Linked DNA regions of Capsicum annuum: region 2 is linked to region 1. The links are chromatin contacts, called in public Hi-C maps. All regions are on one chromosome and are shown on one strand. Each heading gives the region's core, a stretch centred on a gene start, on an enhancer-like site or on the middle of the called end of the contact. The rest is flanking DNA. Distances are from core to core; before and after follow the strand shown.

Evidence for each region. A called contact is a pair of places that touch in the nucleus more often than the background predicts.
Region 2: a Hi-C map of leaf shows a contact between it and region 1, with 1.9 times the contacts expected there. The contact joins the enhancer-like site here to the promoter of LOC107863651 in region 1. A contact is called at or near these places in 2 of 5 Hi-C or Micro-C datasets (leaf and placenta).

The regions. Positions count from the first base shown.
Region 1 is chr3:97,683,910-97,687,608 of UCD10Xv1.1, reverse strand. It overlaps LOC107863651 (protein PHOTOPERIOD-INDEPENDENT EARLY FLOWERING 1), which reads left to right and starts at 1,629. Exons shown (of 21, transcript XM_047408192.1): 1 at 1,629-1,792.
Region 2 is chr3:97,750,103-97,753,740 of UCD10Xv1.1, reverse strand. No RefSeq gene overlaps it. Among protein-coding and RNA genes, the nearest start is that of LOC124896695, 57 kb to the right of the region's middle. Within about 2 kb of position 1,285, at least 2 of the 5 cell types and tissues checked have an H3K27ac peak or open chromatin away from gene starts, as enhancers often do. A contact at or near this core is called in leaf, where this site is marked.

The DNA of each region.
Region 1 (3,699 bases), core at 380-2,879:
TCATTAAATATGACCATGTATATGTAATTATTTTTATAAAAGTGATTAATTGTGTTATTTTTCTGTTAGTAGGTAAATTTTAGTTGGGTGATTTTAATAGTTTGTAAAAGTGGGGGCATAAAATCATATTTTAAAAAGTTTTTTCAAAAGTAAAAAAAAAAATATTCAAAAAAGACATGCCAAACACGATTCCAACTCCGAAATTTTTTAGTTTTTATGGCCAAACGGCTACTATGTTTAATTAAATAAATTCTCCAAAAGATGTTGAATTTAATTATTGTATTCATCTTTATTATTTAAATAAATATCCTATTTAGTATAACGTTTGAACTCAATAAAGCGAGGTACACGCGCGAGACACATGCACCTAAACTAGTATATATTACTACTATTTAGAAACGCGAAGAAACAGGCACCTCTTCGTCGACGTGCCTGCTTCTTCGATGATTTTACTGTATTACCCTTAAATAATTATTATATGTTATTCACATATTTAAAAAATAATAATATTTGAAAGGTAAAATAGACAATTATGACATATCTACTTTAGCTGTTTCAATCGTAATTTTAATATATCACCCCTAGTTAATTATTATAAGTCATCTAGGTATTAAAAAATTAATAATATTTAATTAAAAAATAAAATAATAAATTAACTCTTGATGTTTTAAATTACTTGACATCTTAGATGAGGCCCACTTAAGTTTTTTCACAAATATTTTTTATAGCAATTTTGTTGTATCACTTCTAATTAGTTATTATGACTTATTTAATACATGTCTGATTCACCACATTGTGATATTTGGTTGGATCTTACGTATTAAAAAATTAATCATGTTTAATAGAAAAAGTAAATTAGTCATTTATGACATGTCTGTTTCAGCTGATTCAATCGTAATTTTATTATATCACACCTAATTAATTATTATAACTCATCCATGTATTAAAAATTTGATAATATTGAATAAAAAAGAAAAATAGACACAAATTAACTCTTGTTGTTTTAAATTAACTTGACATCTTATATGAGACTCACTTAAATTTTTTTACAAGTATTTTTTGTAGCAACTTTGCTATATCACTTCTAATTAATTATTATGATTCATATAAGACATGTCTGCTTCACTACTTCAATCGTGGTATATGATTGACTTTCAAAATTATCTCAGTGTTACTTAAATTAGAATAGAAGAAAAAGTATTATAAGTCAAAATAATTAAAAACTTAAACTATTTTAAAACTATAATTGACTATTAATGCCACAAATTTTTTGACAATTAGAGTATTATAAATTTCAATAGTTAACAACTTAAAATAATAAATTGTAATATCAAAAAAATATTATAAATTATAATAATTAACAACTTAATTATATAAAAATTTATTAAAAATATAATTAATTATCTAAATTTTATTTATATCATATAAATTAAGATAAAAAAATAATATACGTTGACACATGCCGGTGAACATCTAGTAGATAGTTAGATAGAAATAACATAACAATAATACATAGTACAATACAATATACAGAACAGTCTCGTTACTTTGGGGTTTGGGCAAGGGAGTGGGGGAGTCCAGCTATAAACTTATTCAAATGACACTTGTGTCCAACATATAAATAGGCAAAAGGGGTAAATCTGGTTTCAGCACAATTCCGAACTTTCCCTTTAATCAAAGCTTCGTCGCGAAATTTTCTCGCTCCGCCGCTGCCATTGCCACCGAGGTTGTTTTCCGCCGGCGCTCTTCGCTCAGCCTTTTATCCGGATATTTGCTACTCTTTTCTACAAAGGTTAGTGGCGAAACTTCGTTACCTCTTCTCCCATAGCCCTTTGCTTCCCGTCCGCTGAGAACTCTTTTTTTTTTACTTTTTAAAAATTTACACTTTGCATGTGTATGTTGGATTCGATTTTTTTTCCTTTTCTGCGACTATCCTCTTTTTTGTTTGGGAGCTTTTATCTTGCATTCGAACTCCTTTTTTGTATGGGAGGTCAAAGAAGAAAGTGAAAGATCTTTCTGCTTTCAGTTTCAAGAAAGGTAGTACTTTTTTTTTGTGAAATACTTGATCTGTGTTGTGAAAAAGGGTAGTGGCTAAAGGTCATGGAGAGTAAACTATTAGCTGTCACAAGTTTCTGGCCCTCGTTTTTTGTTTTTTCTGACAATGATGGTGTCTTGGAAGCTTGATCGCACCTCTACTAATCCATTTCTTGCGTGCTACCACATGTACGCGCTAGTCTTCAGTGCATAAGCACATTAGAGGAATTAACCTAGTGTAATCTCAAAACTTGATTTTCAAGTTGCCATCCCAACTCTTTAACCACTAGGTCTTCCCCTTAGAGTTAGTGCCTCTCCTTTTTTAAATGCCGCTTTTGAACACAGTGGACTACATAGCATCTTGCACCATCCTGAGATAGGGTTTCCCTGCATTGAATCTTCCCAGGAATTAGGATTTCTTTTGTGCATGTATGATCCTGGAGTACCATAAGAAAGCTCCCACACCCTGTAGGAGAAATTAGAGTATTGGGTCGTTATGTAAATTGCATTGATCTCAAGATGACGAAGATTCACCCCATTCAAGAAAAGGAATAATGGATGAGGTTTGAGATGAGGATGTCATCCCCTCCTCATTATGAAGAAGGCTTTTGTTCTTTTACACCGAGGCAGCATGTAGGACAAAGGTCTAATCTTCTTAAAAATTGGATAATGCGCCCGCCCCTCTACCCTTAAAAAAGGGCAGCCTGGTGCACTAAAGCTACCGCCATGCGCGGTGTTCGGGGAAGGGCCTCACCACAAGGGTGTATTGTAAGCAGATTTACCTTGCATTTCTGCCAGAGGCTGTTTCCAAGGCTTGAACCAGTGATTTCTTGGTCACATGGCAACAACTTTATCAGTTACTCCAAGGCTCTCCTTCCCCGCCCCTCTACCCTTCTCCACTCAAATATCAGTCTTTTGTCTATAACCGAACAGGGTATAAACCCGTGATATGCGCCTAACTAGTGGACATTCAGCTTAATGGAACAAATCTTTTAACCAGTAAAAATCTATGATATTACGGACCAGTAACCATCTTTGTTGTTGACATAAACCAGAAATTCCTCTCCTTAATAGGCACATGCCTAATAATACAACCTAGGAACAATGAACACATATTTCTAAGTCAAGTTGGAAAGTTCCTCTGAACCTTTTTTAAAGGCTTGTAGACCCTGTACTTTTTCTTTGGTTGTTTTGTTTTGATAAGGTACAAATTTGCAATCCCTTAGGCGTAGGTTTTGGAGGAGTGCCCATTTTATATTTACCTTTGGGTGGTCAAAGCATCTCGCATAATTTGTCATTTGAGGTCTCCTTTCTAATTGCAAACTAGAGGCTGTTCTTTGTTTTGTGTTTATTTTAAGTGCATGTGGCTGTAATTTGCTTATCATTTATGAACTGAAATGGCATAATGGCCATTGGATTTTTATTATCATCACACTAATTGCTATCTTATTTGCTTTTTGTTGTTTTGGCAGTTAGACATTTATTTTTTCTTTGCATTGGGTACAATTTTTACCAAGAAAAAAGTAAGTTTAATATTTAAACCGACCTTCCTATTTTTTAGATTTTAACCAGTGAAAAATACTGGTTCTTCACTAAATACAAATTTTACCAAGAAATAAGTAAATTTAATTTTTAAACACATTCTCCTATTTTTGATATGTTAAC
Region 2 (3,638 bases), core at 36-2,535, 66 kb before region 1:
TCATAAGTCATCTAAGTATTAAAAAATTAATAATATTTAATCATAAATTAACTTGAAGTCTTATAAGAGGCTCACTTATATTTTTTTCACAATTATTTTTTTATAGTAATTTCACTATATCACTTCTAATTAGTTATTGTAAGTCACTTAAGATACCTCTGTTTCGCTGCTTCAACCGTGATTTTACGATATCACTGATTAATTATTATGGTCATCTAACTATTGTGTCATAATAATTAAATAATTAAACTATTTAAAAAGTATAATTGACTATGAAAGCAACAAAATTTTGAACAAGAAGAGTAATATATATTATTTAAAAATTACATAAAAAATATTACATATTATAATAGTTAACAATTAAAATATCTAAAAGATATTTTTTTATATATTTCAAAAAATACATAAAATAATAATATAAATCACAATAATTAACAGCTTGAAAAAATTTAAAGATCAATCTGTCTGTTTTGGCACAACTTCATTTGTCCTTTCCCTTGCCTTCATTTTTCCATCCACTTTAATTTAATTGTCTTATTTCTTTTGATTTGTTATGTATTTCAAACATTCCTGTAAATCACAATAATTAATAACTTAAAAAATTTAGAAGGTATAAAATATTTGGCTGACTCTCAAAATTATATCAATATCAGTTAAATTAAAATAGAAAAAAAAGTATTATAAATCACAGTAATTAAAAACTTAAATTTTTTTTATAATATAATTGATTATTAATGCCTCAAAGTTTGGATAAAAAGAGTAACATATATTATTTGAAAATTACAAAAAAAATATTACAAACTATAATATTTTAACAGCTTACAATATCTAAAAAAATAATCTGTTATATATTTCAAAAAAATACATAAAAATTACTAATGATTACAATAATTAACAACTTAATAAAAAATAAAAAATATAAAATATTTGATTGACTCTCGAAATTATATTAATGTCACTTAAATTGAAATAGTTAAAATATAATTAACTATCAATAATACAAAATTTGAACAAAGAGTATAATATATATTATTTAAAAATTATATAAATACATATTATAAATTACAACAATCAACAACTTAAAATACTTAAAATATATCAAAATTATAATTAATTATCTAAATTATATTTGTGTCACATAAATTAAAATTAAAACATAACAGCACGGCCTTCGGCATCTACTAATAGGATTATAAAGGAAAGCTGTACAGGAAAGTGATGAGTTGATCAATGATTAATTCTATTTATTACTTACAATTTAAAAATAGGAGTTTCGCACTTGGCAAGGAAATGATGCCACCTAGTTTAAATACATTAGCTGCCACAATCTCATCCTCCCATGTGGCAATCTTATCCTCCCATGTGGCAATATTGCCACCATTATATCATTTTTATTTAATTCCTTGTATACTTGCATAAATTTGTAATAAAATAAATATAATTTTTTTGAATATGACATAATTTATAAAAAAATATTTTGAATAAAACTATATTATATAATAAAAAATTTTCAATATAACTAGACATGTATGTATATTGCATATTTCAGTAAGTGCTTTGTCTTATTTTTTGATAACTAATTTACTTTTTTGAAAGAAAATTCTTTTTATGTGTGCTTATCAATGCATTTAAGTGGTAAGATAATTCGTTTTCTCATTATAAATTTTATGTGGTTGCAAGTGAAAAATAATGCAAATGCATATTAGAATAAGAAAAACATATTCTTACTTAATTGGGGTGAAAATAATAAAACATTTCTTAAGAAGGTAGGAAATTCATCAAAACTCTCTTTTAATCATTATCATTATATTTCAATTCTTTTTATATGAAAATATCTCTTTGCTGATTTTCATTTTCCTTCTTTTAAGTAGTAGCTTATTTTTTTCTTATTTTTTAGTAAAAATTTTTGTACTGAATTTAATGCTTCTTTTAAACTCTTACGATATGACCTGAGATAAAGCGAAATATAATAAATGACGATTCTATTAAATAGGAATATATAAATAAATTAAAAAGGATAAAACCTCATTTTAGAATGACAAAAAATTTTATCAAGATATTATTATATCATTATTCAATTTTCTTTTAATTTAAGTTTCAGTTGATGTTGTATTTGTGTAGTAATTTATCATTATTTCACATTGTGAAATATTTCTAGACAGGAAAGGATAAAAAGTTCATTATTTCAAATTAAAATCTCAACTTCATTGAATGTGCAATAGAAATGAAATAAAATTGTTATTAGATAATTTTTTTAATTTATTGATAAGGAATATGCTATCCGTCATTAATAAATGTTAAATTATTAAATTTTATTTTCTTATATTTTATGAAAACATTCTTCATAATATAATTATAATAAGTTATAATTTTACGGCTACATAATAAATCTAAAATATATGTAAAATTGATCAGAGAAAATAATTATTTTTTTACGTCAAATAATAAATTTGTAAACACCACACAGAGCGCGATTAATTTCCTTAGTTAAAGATAAAGGACACCTTCATATATTATGCATATATATATTAACTAGTATACGTACCCATGTAACGCACAGATAATATTAAAAATTAGTTTTAATCGTTTTATATTGAAATGTCTCAATTGAGCACATTAAATCATATTATCTTTACAAAAAATTTAACGATCAGATTATTTTTCAATGAAATGTAAAAGGGAAAAAAATCTACTCCCACCCTGCCTCCATCTCTGCACCCCCCCCCCCCCCCCCCCCCCCCCCCCCCCCCCCCCCCCCCCCCCACCTCCCGCACCCCCCCCCCCCCCCCCCTCAATTTTTTTTAAAAAAATGAAAACTCCCCAACCACCACTAGGGGTGTGCAAAAATCGAACCGACTGATAAATTAAACCGATAAAAATACTATTGGATTATTGGTATTAGGTTATTGAGTTAACAATTTTTTATTGGTTTTCTAAAAAAATTTATTGGGTAAACGATTCGGTTTTGGTTTTAGCTTATTGGGTTATCGGTTAAACCGATAACCCAATAAAGATACGCTAAGTTATTATTTTACTCCTATATATATATATATACATACACACACATACACACACACACTACTTATTCACAATTCAGAGATTCACAAAGTATTAACCTATTCAGGGAAATAAAGGCACAATACAAAGCTCTGGCAGAGGCAAAGCTAGCCTATTAAAGAGGGGTTCGGACGAACCTCCTTCGACGGAAAATTATATTATTAATACATGGTTAAAATAATTTTTATTTATATATTCTAGATGTTGAACCCCCTTCGATGAGTTTTTCTTCAGATTTTAAACCCCCTAAGCAAAAATCCTTGCTCCGCCTTTGAGCTCTGGTATTGTCGTGTTGGAAAACTTGAAGCATTTAGTAGCTTCCGACAATTAGGATTCAATTTTTTTTTGAACTAACATTCAATTCAAGTTTGAAGATTCTTGTAAACTAAAACGCATTGCGTATGATTTTGGCAGCAACTAAGATTTTGTTTTTTTATTTTAGTTGTTACTATTTTTATTTTATGAGTATTTTCTTATTGGTTAAACCGAAAATTGAACCGCTAAGCATCAAAAATCTATAAGAAAATATCTTATTGGTTGGTTATTGGTTTGGCATATTTAAAAATCAAAAATCGATAAAT